Linked DNA regions of Danio rerio: region 1 is linked to region 2. Evidence: chromatin contacts called from public Hi-C data. All regions are on one chromosome and are shown on one strand. Each heading gives the region's core, a stretch centred on a gene start, on an enhancer-like site or on the middle of the called end of the contact. The rest is flanking DNA. Distances are from core to core; before and after follow the strand shown.

The links. Hi-C and Micro-C count contacts between places; a contact is called where the count stands out from the background.
Region 1: a contact with region 2 is called in a Hi-C map of an unstated tissue, with 5 times the contacts expected there. The contact joins the promoter of pcgf1 here to the promoter of ap1ar in region 2. A contact is called at or near these places in 1 of 18 Hi-C or Micro-C datasets (an unstated tissue) and 1 of 4 datasets of contacts at active chromatin or transcription factors (embryo).

Annotation. Positions count from the first base shown.
Region 1 is chr14:5,935,526-5,939,309 of GRCz12tu, forward strand. It overlaps pcgf1 (polycomb group ring finger 1), which reads right to left and starts at 1,544. Exons shown (of 9, transcript NM_001007158.2): 1 at 1,407-1,544. The coding sequence starts at 1,493.
Region 2 is chr14:5,330,184-5,334,198 of GRCz12tu, forward strand. It overlaps ap1ar (adaptor related protein complex 1 associated regulatory protein), which reads left to right and starts at 1,409. Exons shown (of 10, transcript NM_001301369.1): 1 at 1,409-1,654; 2 at 2,658-2,706; 3 at 3,910-3,936. The coding sequence starts at 1,584.

The DNA.
Region 1 (3,784 bases), core at 294-2,793, 610 kb after region 2:
TACTTTCTATGCAAATTTATGTTATAAGTTTTTACTGCAAATGTCACATCCATAACGCTGGAATTGCTCATATTTTTGACTCTCCAGGAGCCAAAGACTGTTTACTTGAGCTTTATAAATCACGAAGGATCACAGTTTCAGCAGAGATTCTTGTTTAATATAGAGGTAAAGTTGGTTTTATATTCGCACATTCTTTCATTTAGAAGTCCCTATACTGTTTATTATGTTACTTTGAATATTCGATTGGAATTAGCATGCAAGTATGACTTCAAACAACATTAACACTATCTAATTCACTGTGAACAATATTGTACTTTGATCGTCATTTGCTGCTAATATGATTGTCCCATTTAGAATTTGCAAATAATACTTTTCTGAAATTATGTTATTTAAGAGAAAGTCTGAATATCCGAATATAAAACCAACTTTACCTCTATTTGTTTAATATCCTACTGAGAGAAAAAAAGTGACCTTGAATGGTCAGAGAGTCAGTAAAAAAACTATTTTTGACTGAACAGTCAAACTGCATGACTGCTTAAAAGTGAAAGGCAAACTAGATATGACCAAAGCAATTTCAACTGTAACAATTGCTTAATTAACTTAAAGCTAAATGATTAAGTATGTTTTTTTAAGACTTAAAAGCCACCCCTGACAACTGTGTGAGTTACAAAAGCGAATTCTGTTGCGTACAACTATCACACGCACGCTCATTTCACTTGGAGCGCGCTTCAGTTTTCAGCAAGTCAGGTGTCAAAATTGTAAACAAACCTGCCATTGGTTAAACGAACCACCAAAGTATCTCCGCGAGTGCGGGTTTAGTATCAATCACTGCCAGCACCACAAGCTACTGAATTAAACATGGAATCGATGTCGAGGTAAGAAAACGCCAAGACACACAAATGCACCTTAGGGGTCACATTACGTCCCATGACTGGATTCTGAAGTGAACGCATATCCCGTCAACACGGGCACGCGCTACAGTTAAAGCACGTTGCATTATATCATATCGATGCACTTGTTCGCTCGTAAGAGCCAGTGCGCATTAATAAACATGTGGGACATCAGATCGCAACACGAGACATGCAGGGTGACCGTTATATTAGTGCAGAGTTTTATCAGCGTGTTCAGTTTTGGAGTTGGGACAAACTACAGGGCACGAGCTTCGACCTGGACCAGATCTGACAAGAAAAGCCTCGCCACGGAGAACAAAAACACAATCGCTAGACACAGTGGATTGATTCTTCGCAACACTCACGCCTGCGCAGACACGCAGCTCGGGCTCGCGCTCCATCTCTCGGCTTTCGCGCCACACAGATTATCGCTCCTCTCACGCGCGTTTACAGCACACGCGGGTGGAGAGCGGCGATGAACGGGACGCTGAAGCGATTTTTGTTTCTTTCACTCACCTCGTTTCTTAGAGGGTCGAGCTTGTAGACGTTCTGCAGCTGATTTCTTAGCCGCATAGCTATCGCCATCGGACCTTGCTCCGCCATCTTTGGGAATTCTGCATACTTCCGGGTAACGGGAGAGTGGGTGAGTTCGGTCGCTGAGAGGCGGGGGGACCTGCTGGTTCTTCCACACACAATCATTTCCATCCCACGCTGACATTATCACCGGGTCTTTCGAAAGCTGCAACTCACAGTAACATAATTGTGAAAGTGGTAGTTGACAGCGTAATAGGCTTCCCACTGTCAGGAACAGATTTCAGACGGAATTTAAACGGAGGTTAACTAAATTAGATATTAAAGTAAATTAAAGTGAATAAATTGCGAATCTGCCATTGAAAAACCCATTATGAGCACTTAATTTTTTTTAACATGAACCTTTTTTTTTGGTTGAAGACTTGATACTAAAACCATTTGAGATGATTTTCCTCCTCTTATAGCTTGTTTCTTAAAACCATAATATTGCATTATTATAATTATGTCACTTTGTTGCTGTTAAATCTGAGTGAAATGAGGATTTTTATTTAAATGATGTAAAACAACTGTGTATTTGTTCTAGTAAGCAGTCAATTTTTTGACAAAATGAATCGAATAAGTGCTAAAAGATATGCATGAGCAGTATTAATTAAAATAGCAGCCTAATATTTCACTTATTTTGCTGGAAATTATAAAAACAAGCATGAATTTTGTAAAGATTCTTGCCCCTTTGGTTGAGTTTGACCAATTACAAACACCTTTTCTTCCTTATGGTTTTTATTTGTTATAACTTTGGCAGTCAGGCAACACAGTGGCTCAGTGGGTGGCACAATCGCCTCACAGCAAGAAGGTCACTGGTTAGACTCTCTGCTGGGTCAGTTGGCATTTCTGTTTGGAGTCTGCATGTTCTCCCTGTGTTCTAGTGGGTTTCCTCCGGGTACTTCAGTTTCAAGTCCAAAGACATGCGCTATTGGTGTATTGGTTAAGCTAAGTTTCCGTAGTGTGTGATTGAGTGTGTATGGATGTTTCCCGGTGATGGGTTGCTGCTGGAAGGACATCCGCCGTGGAAAACATATGCTGGATAGTTTGGCGGTTCATTCTGCTGTGGCGACGCCAGATTAATAGAGACTAAGCGGAAAAGAAAATGAATGAACTTTGGCAGTTTGTTTTTTTTTCAGGTCTGACCAATTATTATGTGACAATAATTTACCATTATCAGCATCAATAATCAGCAGCACAACAACACTTTATTTTATTTTTCACTTTGTTTAACAGTTCAAAAAAGAAATCCAAAAGTTTACATTCTTAATCACCTGTTTCTAAATGGTCTGTCTCTAAAAGGGAGGGCGACGTATACCCCCCCAGTATGTATATATATATATATATATATATATATATATATATATATATATATATATATATATATATATATATATATATAATCATTATAATATTTATATATATATATATATATATATATATATATATATATATATATATATATTTATTTATATTTATATATATCATTATAATATTTATATATATCATTATAATATTTATATTGTATAATAAATGATTATCAGCCCAGCCCTATCTACTTGTGTATAAGTGTGACGAGGTCGACGTGGAGCGGCTTCCAGGTCCAAGCGCTATATCAAACTGTATGGGGAGATTTATTAAATGATAATAATAAATGTTTACAAAGTGATGTAATACTTTCGAAAATCATGAATATATATATCCATGCTTAATATCAGATGACCAGAAAGTGATTAATTTTTATAAATTCTTAACATTTTGGTATTTGTGATGCAGCAAGTCCAGAGATTGTTGTGTACACTAAAATTTACTTTAATGTGTGATATGACTAAAAAGTGGTCATGAACAAAATATTTTCCTAATTCAAATGAGTGGCGGCTTGCACCCGGAAACAGTATTCCATACGTCACCGATACGTCACAACTTAAAAAGCGGATAATGATATATACTTATATGAATCATCTAATTAACCTTTTTCTCTTTCTTTTCCTGGAAGGGTTCCTTGGATGTGAAAGGTTCTTTTTTATGAAACCATTAGTTCAATATGAAAAAATAAAAAATATATGTGTTTTTAAGAGTTTTGAGTGCTGTAAGAATATGTATTACCAATTACCATGTTTATTTTTACTGCAACATTTCAGCTGTCATTGAGTGCAGATGTCACATTCTTAGTTCTTGAATGTGTCACACACAACCAGTTTAGTGGATTGTTGCATAACTGTTTGTTTATCACTCGGCTAATAACATTAAAATGTTTTCTTTCCTAAAACCATAATGATGACAAGAAGTCTGTAAAACTAATATTGTGAAAGGGCAATATCCCT
Region 2 (4,015 bases), core at 159-2,658:
TCTGGTTCTCAAATCTGATTGGCTGATAGACGTGCGATATTCTGCAATATCAGAACTCCTACAGCCTCTTTACCCTTTGTGAATTACTCCGCGCACATACAGCCAGCAAAAAGCAGACACTACAGATCTAAAATTTAAAAGATGCTTGCTCAACTGTTTAACTGTCAGCTTATGATTTGAATCCAATGTGGAAGAAAGTAGTTCCTCATACAAAAGGGTTTTTGAAACTCTCCATGTTTGATTTTGTTTTTATATACACAATTATGCCGTCAAACTGTTTTATAAACGCAATATTACACTCATAGCAGTGCCTGCGGCCACGTGCCATCGCACGCCTCCCACCAATGCTGATATACAGCCATATCGCACTGCTACTCGTGTGATATTGCTCATATATATGTCAGCGCTTCCCACAGGTTTGAAATATACTTGTGGTGCCCTACTGAAAAAAAACTGCTTAAACCAGCCTAGGCTGGTTGTCTGGGTTAAGCTGGTTGACCAGGGTGGTTTTAGAGGGGTTTTGGCCATTTCCAGCCTGGTCTTAGCTGGTCAGGATGGGAGCCCAGCCAAAACCAGCTATGTCCAGCCTAAACCAGGATGGTCAAGCTGTTTTTAGCTGGATTTAGCTGGTCATTTAGCCTGGAAATGGTCAAAACCTCTCTAAAACCAGGCTGGTCAACCAGCTAAAACCAGCCAATCAGCCTAGGCTGGTTTAAGCTGGATTTTTCAGCAGGGGTAGCCGGATTGAAACATACCTTTTACCCACAGCACACGAATGCTGGAAACTACAACAAAATAATTATGTGCTATATATTTTATTTATTATGACATTATTATACACCTTTTCTTTTCAATGGGTTAAAGTTATTTTAAAAAGGCTGTTGAGATTAAAGAAATCTACTATATGTCTTTGCATGTCTTTTGGAAACCGGAGCACCCTGAGGAAGCCCAGTATATATATTCAACGATTCAATATAAAATTCAATGATTCAGTATGTTGGTGCTGTGATATAATATGCCAACACACAATTCCTACTCTAAATATGCCTGGCATATTTTTTGCCACATAAAACTGTTACATTGAATGCCATTTTAGTGGGTGTCAAAATAAAAATGTATGATAGTCATTATTATTTTTTTTGCTCAGGAAGAAAAAAACCTGCAATAACTATTATAGTCTTGCATTATTGCTGCAGCAGCCTAACTATGATTTATTGGGGCAAACTGTGGTTACCATGGTGATTTGAAGTACGAATGATCTCTGGCGCCCCTCAGTGCCTCTAAAAAGTCATTGCAGTATTTGAGCCTCGCGACTCGCCGTAGTTTAAACATTAATCACATGTCCGATTTGTCAGGAAGAAGAAACAATAGAGGTGTTTTTAGGCCGGAGCTGAGAATGCGACTGTCGGGCGATGAGTGCAGTGTCCGCAGGTGATTTACCTGCGCGAACCGGCGGCGTGCCCGCGCTCATGCAGTCATGCAACGTGCGGTAAAATCCTCGTGCCCGGTGATTAAAGTGCCTGAAGAAGCCGGAGACCAGCAATGGAGGAGTAGCTGAAACAAACACCTGATCCGTGTGTGCCATGGGGAACTGCTGGGCTCACTGTTTCGGGCTCTTTAGGAGAGAAGCCAACAGGATACAGAGAGGAGGAGGGTGAGCCATTCATGGGACTTGTGATGTGATTTTATTGAAAGGTTATCTGTGACGAAAACATCATTCGCCGGTTGGAGTAAAACTGGTTTTATATTAGGGCATGTGGACTCTCTCCTTAATAATATGATATCAGAAAAGTGCTCTTTGCAAACTCTAAATTGGTAAATCACATTAGCAGCTAATGACTATCAAAATACAGAGTTCTCACAGTTAACTTGAACGTACGTCCCCTCAATGATTCGCCGGCTGTCAGGTGGATTTCATCAGTTGGACAATCTGTGGATATTATCTACACTGAAATTTACTTAAAATGTAAGTTAATGTAACACTAAAGTTACATTAACCAGTTTAGGTGGCTGATAAATGTTCCAGTAGCTAAGGTTTTGCGAATGAATCGTTCTTTTTTATAAATGATTCAAATGAATCGATTCGCAACACGTTCGTTATTAGAGATAACTTTTTTTTTTTTTTTTAATGTGACTCGTGTTTTGCGGTAAAATGTGCTGTTAAATATTTATGTATGATTATGTATACAACATAATATAAACACTGCAATTTTATTTCGCACTTTGGAGCAATCATTCGAAAGAATTGTTCGAATAAGCCGATTCGCTTGAACGATTCATGCTTACTCTTGTTTCCGCATTAGTTGATGTGTAATCTCAGGACCCCGCCCAGAGTCATTATGTGAATCCGCCCTGGGACATCATCCTTGGGCAATCATGTTTTGTTTATCTATCTTTGCTAAATTCATATATAATACACAATCATTAATAAAATAATATCCACTAGTATCTGTGCTCTCTGTGAAAAGATGACTATTTTTAAAAAAGAAAAGTCCATATTTGGTGCTTATCAGAATAGAAGCTCAGATTTTTTTTTTTTTTTTGAGATGGTGATATTACATTTTGCTGTTGCTTAAATCATGTTTTATTCGTAACAATGCATCTCTCATGGTATCAGTCAGACTTGATGATTCATTTATATATGTTTCTGTCAATAGGTCAAAGTACTTCAGAAGTAACACAGCTGGGGAACACTTTACTATTGAGGTACAACCATCATAGTTTATTTGCAAAGATATAACAGGGTTCAACGCTAAGGATTTTTAACTGGCCCGATCAGGCCAGTGGTTCAGATTTTTACTTGCCCTGCTAAATTTTTCAATGGCCTCACCAAAAAAAGGAAATTAATATCTATTTTTTTAGACAAATATTTTAAATAATGTGTCAAAAGACAAACATAATTGTGTACATAAACATTTAATTCAGCATAACTTTTCTTTAGATACAACTGATAATTTAAAAAAAATATATAATTGTGATAAAACTAACTTTGAAAACATAAATAAATAGATACATCACTTTAATTTTGACACCCACTGACATTGTGACCAAATATAAATTAGAGAGGTCAGACTTTCTCATACATAGCCTCATTTCAGTTGTCAGGTTTTATAAAAGTCTATCTATTGAATCAATCAATTTATTAAAAAAATGTTGGCCAGAATTCTGCATTATAAGCTTAAATTGTAGAGAAATAACAGATGAAGCCAGACTGCAGTCAGATCATGAAGCAGATCAATGTTGATCTTTCTTTTAAGATATCAGTGCAGAGATGAACAAAACAATAGGCCTAATACAAAATATTATAAGTTAAAATATGGAAAAAATTATCAGATGGTAATTTCTGTTAGTTTTCCTAACGGATAAACAGCATTCGGTAATATTTTAGCATGCTTTCACTTTCGTATTCAACATGAAATGCACATTTACTGGTAGGAATGACATCCTGCCCTACTCATATTTCTCTCTTCATATAGCCGGATATATGGCTATTACACAACCATAATACACTGTGATGTAGCCTAGTTCACTACAATCGATCCTCTCCAGAGTTCATTTCAATCGAGACGAGACCACTTCATTCAGGTGTTCTTGGACTGATTGGTTTGGTGTGGATCCGAGCGCGATTGCGGGATACACGCATGCGCTAGGCAAACGAGACCGTTCTGAAACAAATGTCTTGGTGTGAAAGCAACCCATGACTGTATTAGCACGCAATTGACAAACAGTCCCAGCTGAATAAACTTGATCGGGCCAGTAATGATGCTGTCTACTGTCCCGAGCGCTCCGGCCCATCAGGCAGTCCTTATTGTCGAGCCCTGTATAATGAAATAAAGTTTATATATAAGAATTTAAATGTATATGAATATAGTTTTATTGGTGTATGAGTGATTATTCGTTCTGTTTCAGTTTGAGAACCTTGTGGAGAGTGATGAGGTGAGGACGCACTTACGAAATCACATTTAAGCTCTTACGATATTCCTCTTTTGCTTTGATGTCAACTTTTGTCTTGTTT